Regions from separate parts of the Anser cygnoides genome. Here region 2 is linked to region 1. A link is a contact called in public Hi-C data. All regions are on one chromosome and are shown on one strand. The core of a region is the stretch at or near the end of the contact, and the rest is flanking DNA. Distances in the headings are between cores, read along the strand shown.

What was found. A called contact is a pair of places that touch in the nucleus more often than the background predicts.
Region 2: a Hi-C map of liver shows a contact between it and region 1, with 3 times the contacts expected there. The contact joins the enhancer-like site here to the promoter of FOXP1 in region 1. A contact is called at or near these places in 2 of 7 Hi-C or Micro-C datasets (both in liver).

The regions. Positions count from the first base shown.
Region 1 is chr10:6,658,027-6,665,552 of Taihu_goose_T2T_genome, reverse strand. It overlaps FOXP1 (forkhead box P1), which reads right to left and starts at 4,860. Exons shown (of 19, transcript XM_067003312.1): 1 at 4,648-4,860. It overlaps LOC136791622 (a long non-coding RNA gene), which reads left to right and starts at 3,398. Exons shown (of 2, transcript XR_010833985.1): 1 at 3,398-3,776; 2 at 6,023-6,236.
Region 2 is chr10:6,805,243-6,812,768 of Taihu_goose_T2T_genome, reverse strand. All of the region lies in intron 2 of FOXP1 (forkhead box P1), which reads right to left. Among named protein-coding and RNA genes, the nearest start is that of FOXP1, 150 kb to the right of the region's middle. Within about 2 kb of position 3,713, at least 1 of the 3 cell types and tissues checked has open chromatin away from gene starts, as enhancers often do. A contact at or near this core is called in liver, where this site is marked.

The DNA of each region.
Region 1 (7,526 bases), core at 3,611-6,110:
CCGGGAGGGGAGCGAAGTCGCAGTTCTGCGAGTCAGTGACACGGCCCCAGAGGCAGCAGCGGCAGCAGCAGCAGCGCCGTTTGATGTCAGCGTGCTCCGGATCAGGCCCTGCACAGCCGCGCTGCCTACCCTGACCTCGCCCTCAGGGCCACGGGGCCCGTGCCATGCCTGGCAGCCAGCGCAGCGCCGAGGCGTAACTGCAGCGTCCCCTGCAACACCGCAAGGCAACAGCAAGCCCGAGCTGCGTGGCTCCTGAGGGCCCGATCCCGATCCCACCCCCGGGGAGCTGGGGCTCCCTCTCCCCGGGCTCCCCTCGGGCGCACGTCGCGGCCACAGAAGGCCCGAGGGAGCACGGCCTGCCTCCCCGCAGCCACCCCGCTACCTGCCTCCGCTCCAGCCCTGCCTCGGCCGCGGGAAAAGGTTTCAGCTCGGTGCCTTGAAGTTGCAATTAAACTGCAGTAATTTAAGATTATCACGAGAGCAAAGGGCAGCAGCGGTTCTTCGGCAGACTCCTCTCGCCACTTAACGCTGCTCAGTCTTGGGGGTTAAATGAGCTTCTTTAGTATAAGTACCTTAAAGCAAGCGAATCGTAAACAAAATTTATTCTGTTTTCTGACAGCATATAATCTATTTAAATTTATTAAAGCTTCTCTGAGAAAATTTAAGATGACAGAAGTATCATTATGTCCTATAAATAACCGGACAGCCTTGCAGAAATAACTGTATTTTACATACAAATCCTACATATGTGTGTGCATGTGGTATTTCACTTGATACACAAATACATGCTCAAAAGACACTTCACAAAATGAATTACATTATCGGGTTCGATCTCTCTATAAATGACCACGAGCAGTAAGCATATGACATACTAAGCTGCGCTCCATAAATCCACCTTTTTACTACCCCCCTTTTTCCTAATTTTTACAATACCACGAAACAAGGATAATTCCAGAGCTAAACTGTTTACGCTACATCATACCGCGGATGATAATGCAAATGGAAGCTCCTAAAAGGAGGTGATCCCCTCCAACAGGAAAGCATATTGCAGCATATGCTGTGCAATAACGCCCAGTGCACGATTCTCTGCTCAACTTCCCTGCTCCTTCCCTCACCGGCACAGAAACTGGCTGCCTTACTATCACCGGTGGAACCGATTTAAGCAGAAAATGTTTATAGTTGTTAAAAAACATTACACATTACCCAAAACGGCTTAATAGCATACATGTGCATGTTTAACACACGTACTTTTTATTGTCTAATTAAAGTATGTGCCATAAAAAAACTACAGGCTTTATGCTAAGTTATGCAGGATGGTTATGAAACCTTACCTTATAAAAAGTATAAAGTACTTATTGTGTGATCTGCACTGTTAATTAAAGAAATACTTATGTGAAAAGGTTTTGCATTTCTTAATTCTTCAGTAGATGTGCACTTGGTCTGCCTCCTGATTAACACACATTCAGGTAACAGCCTTTTCCTCAGATTTTTTTTAATAGATGTTTCCATTGTTTTTGAATGCTTTAAAGAAATTAAATAGGTGGCTTATTTGTAGAGTTTACAGTGAGGTGTACGAATGCAAACATCAAAGTGTAAAGCAACAAAAATATCACTAACTTGCACTGGTTAAGGTTGATTAATACTTAAACCCAAAATATTTATTGAAGTAAAGATCAATTATCACTTAATACCCCTCGCTACAATTTTCTCTCAAGACTACACAGTAATTGAGTCTCCCCAACACAGCCACGAAGCCAAGTTACACACAGTTTTGCAAAAACCTTGGCATATCAAGAATAAGGTGCCGCCCGGGTAATATGTTTTGAAAGAAAGACACCACAAGTTTTCTAAACTCTAGGAACGCAGACAGACAACGTACAATGCTTAATCACAGCCGAACTCCTCTATTATGCATCAGCACAGATCTTACACACAGAGGAAAAAAAAAATCCATGTTTCCTTACAATTCAGAGATCCAGAAATAAGAGCTGAATTCCACAGAACTTTTACGCTGCTTTCGACATTACACTACTGAAACGCCACCTTCTCCGCGGCTCTAGACAGCAAAAATAAAATCAAATCCTAAGTCACTCGGAAAGTATATACAATGCACTCCAAAGCACCACCACTCAAAAAAAAAAAGAAAGAAAAAAAAAAGAAACCCCAACCCAGCCCATGCACAAAACCTAACTTTGCAGGCAAAATCATAAGCACCAGAAAGCCTTGTTTGAAATAGCAGTTATTTTTCTCAAAGTTATCCTTTGGTTTCACAACAAAGATCAGCATTTGTAATGGTCCATTTCTGCATAAGTGAACATATAGCCTTGCTGCCTGATCGAATAGTCCAGAGCTTTCAGTGAGGCAGCTCCTGACAACAGCCCAGCAGCAGCTTTGTTTGATCTCTCCTGCCTTCCTTAATCTGGGTTGTCAAGGTTCACTTGTTGGAGGCTGTTTACTTTACTTTTTCCAAAAAAAAAAAAAAAAAGTGATTTTTTTTTTTCTGTCTCTCATACAATGACTAATCCAAAGACTAAGGGGGAAGAATGCTGCCAATGCAAGATGTTAAAGCTACAATACCTTTTTGCAATGAGATTTTAGCCGACACCTTTTGAATGGTAACTAGTGAAGAGCTTCCTCCCCCAGTGCCCTGGTCCATTCAATCTGGCTGCGAGATAGTGCAAATCAAATGTGCGGGGGGGAAAGATTCGGAGCAGAGAAATTGAAACCAGGAGCCCTGATTTCCCCTTCTTCCCCCAAATTTACTTGCAAGGATGCAGAGTAGCTCGTTGCCTACGCTCGCTGCGCTCTGAGAACTCGAATTCCTTCAGGATCTCACAAACTTAGAAAAAGTAGGAGCTTCTCAGCAGCGGCACAAACTGCAAAAATAACAACCCAGCGAGATGCCTGCCTTCCCTCCACCTAAATTAAAGCAAACCATGGATTACCAGCGCAAGAAGCAAGTTTCTTTGACGACACGCTTTAAAGTTTGCCTAATTAAGAGCCTGTCATTAGCGACAGCAACATTATGTTAAGGCAGGTAAAACACAACGTTAGGAGAAACTGCATGGAAAAGGAAACACGGCTTCGAGAATTGCTTTAATATTTATAACCGCTCCAGCCCCCTAGAAATCAGCAGGCTACATTGTGTAGACGGCACGCTACGAGCAGCATACAGACATTACTCACTCAAAGAGCAGTTACTAAAAATGAAACCTTAAACTTCGGAGCCCAGAAGTTGGGCTCCAGCTTCCCTAGAGGAGCGGCGGCCGGGCGCGGGCAGGCGGCGGGACCTCGGGCGGTGCGCTAGGGCTGCGCCCCGCAGCCTGGGGGGGGGGGGGGGGAGATGGAGGGGGGGAAGGAAAAAAGAAAAAAAAAAAAAGAAAAAAAAAGAAGAAGGAATCTCACTCGGTCGGGTTCACTCAAAGCAAAACCACGCAATTAAAATCATTACGGCGAAGCGGCAGGAGGAGGGCTCGCGAAAATCGATGCGCTCCGCAGCCAGCCCAGCGATGCTCTGCGCGCAGGGGCCGGGGAATTAAGGACCAGTTGCGCGGGGGGGGGGACACCCGCTGCGCCCCGCGCAGCCCAGCACCGCTTTGGGGTTTTGTTATTTTATTTATTTTTTTTTTTCCGGAGAAAAAAAGAAAAAAGAAGGGGGAGGAGGAGGAGGAGGAGGAGGAGGAGGAGGAGGAGGAGGAGGAGGGAGGCGCGGACACGCCGCTCGGACGCCGCCTGCAGCGCGCACCCTCCCGGTGCCCGGCGGAGGCGGGCTGCAGGTGCGGGAGGCGCTGCGCGGGGCTCCGCGGATGTGCCCCCCCCTTCCCCTGCCCCGGCCCCCCCCCCCCCGTCAGCTCCGCGGAGGCTCCGCACCGCGGGGGTTGCGCGGAGGGAAGGGGAAGGGGTTGGGGGGGGGGGTGGGAGAGGGATGCGCGCAGCGCTGCGCACCCGCGCAGCGCCGGGATGGGGAGGCGCGGGTGTTTGAGGGAAACGCTCCGGGGGGGGGGGTAAAAAAAAAAAAAAAAAAAAAGGAAGAAAACAGGGAAAAAGGGGAAAAAAAATGTGGAGGGGGATGGGCGCGGCGGGACGCGGAGGGGGGGGATGCGCAAAGATGCGCGGCCGCGCAAGGGGCAGCGCGGGGGGAGGCGCAACAGGTGCGCGGGGGAGCGGGGCGGCCCGGCCGGCCGCTGGGGGGGGGCGGGGGGGGGCGGGGGGGGGGGGGGGGGGGGGCGCGGCCCCGCCGCAACTTCTTGCCCCGAGTGCTGAAGTTGGGGCTCGCGCGCCCCTTGCGCGGGGGGAGCCGGCGGAAAGCGCTGAAAATAGGGGGGGGGGGGGGGGGGGTAAATAGGAAAGGGGGGGTGGATAAAGGGAAAGCGGGGGGGGGGGATAAAGGGGCCGGGGGGGGGCGCCGCATCCCTCCCCGCGGGGGGGGAAGTTTGCAAAGTGGGCGGGGGGGGGGCTGCGCGGCCGCGCATCGCTGCGCCCAGCGCCGGCAGCTGGGGGGGGGGGGGGGGGGGCAGGAAGATGGGGGGGGAGAGAAAAGGGGGGGGGGGAAGGGGTCGTGCCGGGCACGTGTGGGGAGAAGTGCGAGAGGGAAAGTGCCGGGGGGGGGGGGGGTTGGCACGGGGCGGGGGGGGGGGGCGGACTCACCCGCAGGACTCGGCCCTGCCGCTGCCCGCCTCGGCTCGGGGCCGCCTGGCTCCGTCCCGTCCCTCTCCCTCCCGTCCCTCTCCGGGGCACGCCGAGCCCGGGCGGCGCGGCGGCGTGCTCCGCCGCTCGGTAAATAACAATAGAGCCGCCCCTCGGCTCCGCTCCCAGCTCCCAGCTCCCCGGCTCCGCTCGGCGCCGGGCCCCGCACGCCGCCCCCGCCCCGCGCCCCCCCCCCCCCCCTCCCCGCCCCAGCGCAGCCCCGCGCGGCGCAGCCCGGCCGGCCCCGGAGGGGGGGGGGGGGGTACGGGAACGGGGCGGGGGGGGGAGCACGGAGTTATGGGGGGGGGGGGGGAGGCGGCGCGGGGCCGCCCCCGCGGAGGGAGATGTTGTTATTTTTTGCTGTTGTCAGTCTCTGACGTCACATCCACCTGCTGGGTAAACAAGGCTGGGTGCGAGGGGAAAAATAATCGGAATAATGGGGGGGGATGGTGGCGGGGGGGGGGGATGGTGGCGGGGAGGGGTGTGGGGGGGCCGCGGGGAGGGGGCGCGGGCTCGGCGCGGGTGCCCGCGGAGCGCGCTGCGCGGCTTCTGCGCGGGGTTTGCGCCGGTTCGGCGCCGTGCCCCCCCCCTCCCTCAAGGCGCCCCCCCCCCCCCCCCCCGCAACTTTTTTCCGCACCCCCCCCCCCGCATCCATGCGGCCCCGCACCTCCTGCCCCCCCTCCCCTCCTTACCACCCCCCCCCCCGGCCTTGCGCTGGGTGCGCAAGCACTGCGCGGGTGCGCAGCGGGGGCCGGGGGGTGCAGAAGGAGTTTTGGGGGGGGGGGGTCCCGGGGGGGGGCTGTGTGCGGGGAGCTGCCGGTGCCGCCCGGCCGGGAGCAGCCGTGCGGGGCGCTCCGCAAAGTTGAAAATCGCGGGCAGCGGCCGCGGGGGCTGCGCGGGGGGCGGCCGGGGGGGGGGGGGGGCACGGCTGGACCCCCCCCCAGCGGGACGGAACCTCTTCCCCCCGTTCTTCTTCTTTTCTTTCTTTTTTTTCTTTCTTTTTATTTTTTTTTTGTATTTTTTAATTTTTTTTTTTGCGAGTTCGGGCTTCCAGCGGGTCCCAAACAAAGCTCCCCGGCCCTGCGGGGGGGGGGGGGGGCTCGCTGGAAACACCGCCATCGCCCGGCCCCGCCGCACATGCACGGAGCCCCCCGGGCCCCCCCAGGACCCCCCCCCCCCCAAAGCGGGGCTCGGGCGGGCAGGGCCGGGGCCGCGGCGCCACCTCTCGGCAGCAGCGCCCCGCCGGCGCGGGGAGCCCAGCCGGGAGCGCTCCCACCTGGGCTGGCCGTGACGGCAAGGCGCTTCGGCCTAACTCCGGGTGTATTCCCGCATTAAGGGGGGAGAAGCACCGCAAAGAAATATCTGCGGGGACGGCGGCAGGGAGCAGCGGCTTTAAGCACGGCGAGCGGCGCGCTCCGGGCGCGCTTCTTCACCTGCTTCAGCAGCGGAAAGGAGAGGGACACCCCCGAGTCGCTCTTCTAAAGCACCCCTCTTCCCGCTCTCGGTGTTTGTTTTGTGTTCAGCCTGGAATAAACTGTGGTTACTGGAAATCCCTCTGCTTCCTGTTGTCACACCTTCGCCCATCCAGACCGGCACAGCAGCCCCGTAAAACACAGTTAATCCCCCCGAGGATACAAGGGGGGACGGCTCCCCCTCCACCACCGCTGCTGCTGGTACCAGAGCTGTTCGGGGCCCTAGTGCTGGGCAGGTGCCTGCAGAGAGCCGCCCGCTGTTCCCCCCGCCCCAAGCACAGCCATCCCCAGAGCAAACGCTCAGCAGATTTTGGCAAGGGTGTACGCGGGCTACGACTACAGCTTGTTTGCTAAAAAAATGATGAAGGTGATGACGCCTCCGTAATTATAGGTGTTACTTGTTTTAAAGTGGGAATGTTTTCCAAGCTACTGTCACGCCACACCTCCGGTGGCCCCGGAGCCAGGCCTCCCGGTCCTTCCCCTTTTAGTCACTGGTTTACGAGGTTTGCAGAACGCCTCGCCGGGCTGCACGGCTGGTTTTGGGGCCGCTCGGCGCTCCAGCAGGGCCCGTGTAGGCACTGGGACCTTGTCCTGCTTTCTGCATCAGGCATGGGAAGTCGGGATCTGGACCAGAACCCCCTCATTTCCCTGGCTGCGGTGGGAATCACATCCTGCTCTGCTCCAGGAGGACACCCCGCCAGCACCCTCCGGCCTCGCGCAGCTGCTCAGAGCCAAGCAGCAGAGGAGAATTGCTGTCCTGCCCCGTGGCAGTTAATCCTCTGCTCCTCCAGGTGTCCCTCCAAGTGCCAGGGTGCCAGAAGCCGCCCAGAGCTAACTTTTCTGGAGCACGTTTCCAGCTGCCCTGAGCCGCCAGGCACTGCGCGTTGCCTTTCCCTGTGGGGGCCGTGAACGGCCATTGTATTTGCGTTGGACTATTAATCTGCCTGAATTCGGTAGAGATCCTTAAATGAATATTCATGGGAATTAATGTCATTTAGCTCTTATTGCTTCCTGAACGCAATTACGCGCGATACGTGAATTGGCAAACACCAGAAGATGTCCCGTCCTGCTGGAAGCCCGTGACCTACGAGCCCGTTAATGGGAAACGCCAGCCGCCGGACGCCTGCGGTGCTGGGGACGCACAGGGCGCTGCCGAGGGGCGCAGCACCAGGGGAGATGGGGTGCTGAGGGGGAGAGGGGGAGCCGAGGGAAGGGGCAGGCTGCAGGCAGCGCCTTGCAGAATGGAAAAGACGCTTAAAAAGGTGCTTCAATACAAGCTCTTCTTCCCCAGGTATTTCATTTACAAATAGGGACCGCACTTCTCATTCTCTTACAGGAGAGCTTCAGTTTTCTCCAGTTCCCGACTCC
Region 2 (7,526 bases), core at 2,464-4,963, 150 kb before region 1:
GAAACATGACAATCTGCCACTTTCTGTTCATGTAATTGGGATCAACATATGGTACAAGAGAAAAGAAAAACATTTGTTTATTAATTTAGATCAAGTTACTCACTCAAACCACTAACAGCATTCAGAATTAATTCCACATCAATTGACCAAATACCTTAATAGAGTAAAATTATAACAATTTCACTGAAATGTTAATGTTCTGCTGCAGGGGTGCAGAGTAATATATAGTAAAGCCAGAAAGAAATATGCGATAATTTGCCGACACAGATGACATCATATGAAACGGAAAGTCAGTGACATGTGGATGTGTAAGACAGTGCTACGTGAAACTCCATTTCATAAAATTCACACAGTGAGGTGGAGTTTTGGGGGTGTTTGTGAAACTCACCAAATGGTAAGTTATGCCATTTACATCAGTAGGTGAAGCTTTTTACTGAAGTAGCGAAATATCAACCTCTGGGAAAAATCAGAATCTTCGCAAAATTATTTCAAAAGAAAATGTACTCATCTGCCATTTATTTTGGAAGGAAAAATATTTTCACAATGAGAATGAGGCATTACTTCTTTACCGTTGAAACTGATTATTTTTAGCCAGAAAAAAAAAAAAAAGGTTACCTTGAAATGAAATATTGTTTTTGTCTGCTGCTCACTGGCTTTTTTTTTTTTTTTGAGATATATTTTTTTTCACAGTACTAGTAACAAAATAGCAGAAGATCAGGGGCCAAGCTGTGTCCATGTCTGCTGCATAGGAAGCTCTGTGTGCTTCACTGGTACATGTGTAAGGCACCGATTCTGCACTCTAAAGGACATAACACTACTCCATCATAGTAGGTCAGGTCTCACCTTCCTGAGAGTATGTAAAACAATACATCTTTTATGTAAAATCCATGACCTTTGACATATGATGTGCTCTTAGATTAGCAACAATAAAGGCTTTTATCCTGCTTTGCAGTAGGGGTTATCTTGGATTTGACACTTTAAACCCCTTTTCATATTTATCTATTTTATAAATTTTCTGGATATTTGGCAGGCAGATCTCTATTTGGCAGTATTTTGCAAGCAGACTTCGTTTCTACCCTGACTCTTCCTGATGGCAAAAGAACCAACCTTAAAATGTACTTTTTGAGGAAACTGCTGAAAATTACACGTCTGCATGAAAAGTGCACACAATAAATCTTTTGGTAGTGCTGTAAAAGACAGGTAACTTTTTCTAAACATGCTTGTTATATATGGAACAAACACACCCCAAGGAAACCTGGTGACACTTGCCCAACGTTAACTCAGGGGAGACAAATGTGGTCTACAAAGGTCAACAGGCAATGAGGGTTCAGAAGGACTTCAGCTCTTCCCACGAATCAGTCACTGACTGATAGCTGAGCTGCTTTCGTTTCTAGCTAAGTTGCTCTGTATGCTACCTGAATTTCAAAAAAATTTGGATAACGTACCACCGAAATTAAAATGAGCAGCAGAGCCAGCTGTTCCCACCTGTGAAGATTTCTCATTAGTAGTCTAAAAGTTGAGTATCTCAAAATGTAGAAATACAAATACAGACTTTCCTCCTGAAAATGTTTATATGGGTGAGTGAATTGATGTGTGCAACACACATTCCTTCCATCACGCTGTCTTTAAGATAAACACAAAGTACCATCAACACTGCAAGTGTGTGTGTGGAGCAAACAAAGAAAAAATCCCAACCTACCAAAGCAAGACACTTTGCTATACTCATATTTCCCCTCAAGATGATTAAAATAGAAAACCAAACCACATACAAAAATCCACTTTGCGAGCACTAGTGGTCATAGTGTCTCATGAGTTGAGGGAAGCTCTCCAAATGCCTGCGACACAGTCCCACCGGTTTAAGTGGGATTACACACAGGGAAAAGTCCATGCAAAACTACTTGCTCTGGTCAGATTTTACCAGATATTCCTGAAAACATCGGATTTGCTCGCCAAGCTCCTCAGTTTACCCATCTACAAGATGGGTAAATGTTTTTCTAATGCACTCTAAAATCCTTGAATACAGAAGTACTTCTTATAATAGCTGTTTTCAACGGGGTTTTGGAAAGACAACCCTTAGCAATCCTAAAAAGATCACGACCTGAGCCAGTGCCATGATGTTCTCAGCTGGCCTTAAGAGACAGACCCCCTACTGCTCTGGATCAGGTCCTGCTCATTTGGTACCACGGGACAAGACAAAAAGAGAAGAAGGCTTTGCCATTTTACCTGCTGCTGGGTCAGACCATTTAACACTTTTGATCCCACAACACTTATTCAATTTAGTTGTCTCCTCCATCAGGACACGGAGGTAATTTTGAGGCTGTGGGTTGGAGTCCCAACTCCAAGTGATTACTGCAAAGCCAAATTAACCAAAAATATGAAGAATGTACAGAGGTAGACAGTGCTGCAGAATAAAGTTCAAAATAAGAGAGCAACATTTTTATTAGTATCCAAATAGAATAGCCAGAGATTAACAAAGAACTTGAACCCACACAAACTGGCTGTAAGTAATTTTATACAGGAAAGAAGAACATCAGTTGAACCGCTTCCCTGCTTAGAACTATTCACTTTTTTTTTTTTTTTTTTTTGCCAGTGTCCCAGCCCTGAGAAGCCCACAAATCATTACTGGAAACCTAAACTAGAGAGGGAATCTCCCTGTCGTTACCTAGAAAGCACACTTTTTATTTAGAGGGAGAGAGGGAGAGAGAGAGAACACACACACAACAGTGCAACAAAAAAATATTTCTGAATTTTTATTTCCATTAATTTTTCTTAGATAAGATCAGCTGAAATATATTTAATGTCTGATTAAAATATTAACTAGCAGTTTTCCTGAAAGCTTTAAAATATCAAAACTTGATAATCAAAATAAGCACTTTTGTGCAAGAAATTCATCTAAATAAAGTGAACCATCTAATACAGCTATTTCTTTCCCTTCAAAATTCACTGAGTCACACACAGCCTGAAATATGCCTTGCTATTGTCACTATTATTATTTTGTTATCCTGTAAGGGAACAGATGCAGTCAATGATTTTGTTAACTATACATGTGTATGAGAAAAAAATGGTTTTCATTTGAAAATTTTTTTAATCCTGAAAATACAGGGTGTACACTGATCGTGAAGTGCGACAGCTGGTATGAGGCATGCTTGTGGGCACAATCCTGCGGACAGGTTTCCTACCAGTGCACTCGGTCGGGCTACCTGTACCCAACACACGCAGGTCACGTGTAGAATTGCTTTGAAGATGTTCAGAATAGCCTCTTCAGTTTTGTTGTGCCCCTCCTTTTTTTTTTTTTTTTATCCCTCCAGGAATCTAGCAACCTAAAAATATATATATTAAACTAAATATTTCAAATACGCTGAAGAAGATGTTTTTTTTCTGACCATTATCAAGGTGGCTACTTTTTATTGTGCAGCGCATATTAAATATCACAGGGCGCAGCACAGGAGATTTTCTTTACCAGGAGTCATTATCACCTCCTCAGAAAGTGAGATGCAGGTGAACAGTAACACTGCCAGAGCCCGAGCGCACTTCTTTCACCTCGCTTTGAAGAGGGGGAAATGGATTTGGTACAGGCCAAAACCCAGGGATATTAACGCTCACCACCTTGCTGCTTCTCGGTGGAAGGAGTGAGCAAATCATACCGCGTTTTCATTTTCAGTCATTAGCAGGCTGTTCAGAATCTCTGGCTGGTGCTTTTTATTTATTCTAAGCAGAAATAAAATTAAAATAAATAACGGCACGAGGACAAAGCTATGCACAGCACATTTTCTCTTTCAAAACAGTATTACCTTTCAAGTCCACTGTAACCTTGGAAAAGAATCGCTCGGTGCAAGCCAACGCTACAGAACTAATCACAATCCATCCCTGCCCTGCTTTTTAATAGCTCTTACAGGAAACATGGGTGCAGCTAACAGGCAAGTTCACAACAGCTCGCTTCCAACGCAGAATTTGCACGACGACTGCGAGCCTCGCATCCTTCAGTGCCGGCTCGGCTCGGTTATCAGCCCGGCGCGGATCGCTGGGCACACGAGAGCCGGCCCTCGCTCACCCCTCCAGACGCCAGGACCGCAAGGCGCGCCCCGAAGCCCACCCAAGGGTGCGAGGCCATCTCCCCCAGCACGGCCGGCCCGCGCCTCCAGCACTGCCGCCCGCTCCCCCCCGGCTCCTTGAAACAACTCCGCGAGCCTGGGTGCCGGCCCCAACCGTTTTGTGGCTGCGTGCATCGCCCGCCTGCCCAACCTGACCTCGCCTCAGCGGAGGCACGGCAGGAGCGCCCCTGCCCCTTCCCCGGCACCGCCGAGTACCGCTGTGGGCGTAGGGCTTGCGGCGTCTCTGCCAAGGCAGGAAAAGAAAGAAAAAAAAAAGATTAAAAAAAAAAAAAAAAAAAAGCCCGTTACTTTTCGAGACTCCCACAGCAGTCACTTCGGGCTGCCTGGCGAAGCGACGCCCGTAGGAAACGCTGACGCTTCCCCCGCCGTGACCTGGGCGCCGCTCTCGGCTCCTCGCTTCAGCCTGCCCCCGGCCCGAGGCGAGGCGCACGCCGAGGGGCAGCGCTCCCAGCCCGGCACGGCAGGGCGCACCGCCGCCACCGGGGGCCGGGCCGAGGCCGAGCCGGGCCGGGCCCCGGGCCCCCCGCGGCCCCCTCAGCGCCCCTCAGGCCCGGGCGGGCGCGGCGCCAGGGCCCGGCTCTTACCTGGCGCCCGAGTGCGGCTGGTGGTCACGGCCATGTGGAGGTATCGCCGAGGTATCCCTTAACAGCCTTTAAATATTGAAGGCTAAAAACAATATTTGCTGTTTTACCTTTGAAGCTTTAACAAAAGCTTTGTTTTAGCATTTACCTCGGTGTGCAATAAGAGTTAATAATCAAATCCGTCCCAACCCCCACAAATGTTAAACAAAAAGATAAAAGAAATGCAAATAGCTATTGTCATGGAAAGTTAAAGTACCTGTCTGTATTTTTAAGTGAAAACTATTATCTCTATCAATCAAAATTTAAGAATACAATAGCACTAATCACACAAGGTGCTTTGACTGAGGTACTTTTCCTCATAAAAAGTTTTTTTTTTTTTTTTAACTGGTGCATAAAAGTAATACGCTTACAATTAGATATGGTATTTGTAATTTTGTTATTAAAAACCCTCGGCAGTCTTTATTGTTAATAAATGCCTCTGCGTCTGTGGGCTGATTTGTACCCAAGAAGACCAAAGTCCCTACACATTTTAATAAGGTTGATGAAATTTTATTCAGATTCTCACACTTCCCAACATGTGGTGGAACAGCACACTCTTCTGTTTGAGAGGAGTTACTCAAACGAAGGAAATAGTTAATTGGTAACCAAAACTACTACTTCTGGCCTCGGTGCACATTTTCCACATTTCTCCCAACACTGTCTGTACTACAATCGTCTGCTTTGAAGACGTGCCCTTTGTCATCTTTTCTTTAATTTTTTATACCAATTCCCTCTCATTGGACCCCGGCGTTCTCCTAAGGCAGCGAACGCTGCATATACAGTATACATTGTGCAGGCACACCGCATGGATTTTCTGGAAAGTCATTTTTAAAACTAATTTGTTCAGACTGAATCAGAAACCGAGCTGCGCTGTTAATAAGTGCGAGAGCGAGCGAGAGTAATTACATCTATATTAAAAGAAAGAGCTCGAGATTAAAATACCTATAGTAAATAGTTAAGCTAGGATGCCATTATGCAAACTCTGCTCTCATGGAGGGATGTCTCCCACACTGAGGAGCAATAGGACTGTCATTTTTTCCCCCTGCAATATCAGGTTTCCTACTCCACAGTTCTGGTACTCTGCATCATGGCTAACATCTCTAGTGTGCTATTAATATCAATGAAGAGACGATTCAATTTCCACATAAGAAAAACCTTCCTATTACAGCGCAGACATTCTAGTGAGGACCCTTGCTAAGGAAACAATAAAGACCAGAGGGTTTTTTTTTTTTTTCCTTCTTCTTCTTTTTTGCTGCTGCTTTTGCAGTTCTGTGTTGCACACTGTTTGAAAGCTTTTAGCTAACAATGGAAGCATTATCTTCAGGATAGTTACAAAACAGGATTTGTTAGTACAAAGAATAATAACACCGAACTCACTCCCCCCGCCACCCCCCCGCAAATACCTGCCTATTGCAGCACGGCATTTAGTACTTTATTCGCAACTATATTCCAGAAACACCTGTATTCTTCGTCTAATTCCCTGCAACAAACTCCCTGAACGGACCAGGTTTGCTTCAGGAGCTTTGGACAATTCAAACAAACAAGCAAGCATTTTCTGCGTTTTTAAAATGGAACAGAAACAAAAGTATCTTATTCTACCGTAGTGCAAACTTACCCATTAATGAGGAAGAAAAGGCTTAGAGCTGTACGTACAGTAATTCCCAACCAACTGCAGAAAGTTGAGAGTTTGAAAACACTAAAGCACTTTTGACTCTCCAGCCTTTCTGTGCTTCAACACTGGCTGCAGTGTAAGGAAGGACTGAAGGTATGTGGTCTAAACACAACAAAAGCCACTGCCTTACTCTAGATTAAATATGCAGGAAGAGGCCCCTTTGCATAAACACAAACACTCAGCAAATGAGTAACTGGCTCAAATCAGACGCCTGCTGTGCATTCTACCTGTCCTGATCTCTGACAAGCTACACAGCTTGTTTAAGGGGATAGGAGCTACAAAATCAAATCAAATCATAGAGCTAAACGCTTTCCTCGTGTAATAGTAAATAACAACAGCACCAACTACTCAATGCCAAACGTTCATTTCTAATCTAAGCATTGCTCTGGAAAAAAAAAAAAAAACTGAATCGTGTGCTATGCCTGCTTTGGCTCAGCCACCCATCTCACCAAAGCAGAAACACAACCAAACACCACCTGTAAAATTCATTTTCATTAACTGTAGTCAAATCCAGTACATTGCCAGCCCAGTTTTTCTTAACGAGGTTTTGAAATTAATAGAGACTTTTGATTGAGTTGATATATTAAATCTGAATTTGCTTGTGCTGTCCCTATGTTTTGTTTACTGTATAAAAGACATTCCACATATAAATCTATTTTAGCTGTTATGAATCACTGCATAATGCACACCTATTAGTAGTTTATTTGGGGAAATGAAAAAGAAAAATCCTTAAGTTTCCCCTAAAAATGTTATTTCCAAAATATTAGTCTCGCAAAACAACCCCTCCAGACTATATTTAATTCCAAAAACAACTAAATTAGAGACTGTGATAACCACCAAGCACCTCTCAGCATTTATTATTATAATCAAGTATACATAATTATATACCGTGATTTACTCTTGCTTCTAGAGAAATAAATTATTTTTCAGTCTCGTGCATATTTCTATACCAGAAACAGGATGAAGCAGCAAAATTGTAAAGCAATTGGAATTCACCAGTGCCCCTTCCTAACTTAAGGAGTCAAATCACATTGACCTCTTGTTGTAAGTCCTAGCTACATGTTGGGTTTAGTAATTTAATTATTTTTTAATAACTTGCAGCATTAAATGATTGCCATTGAA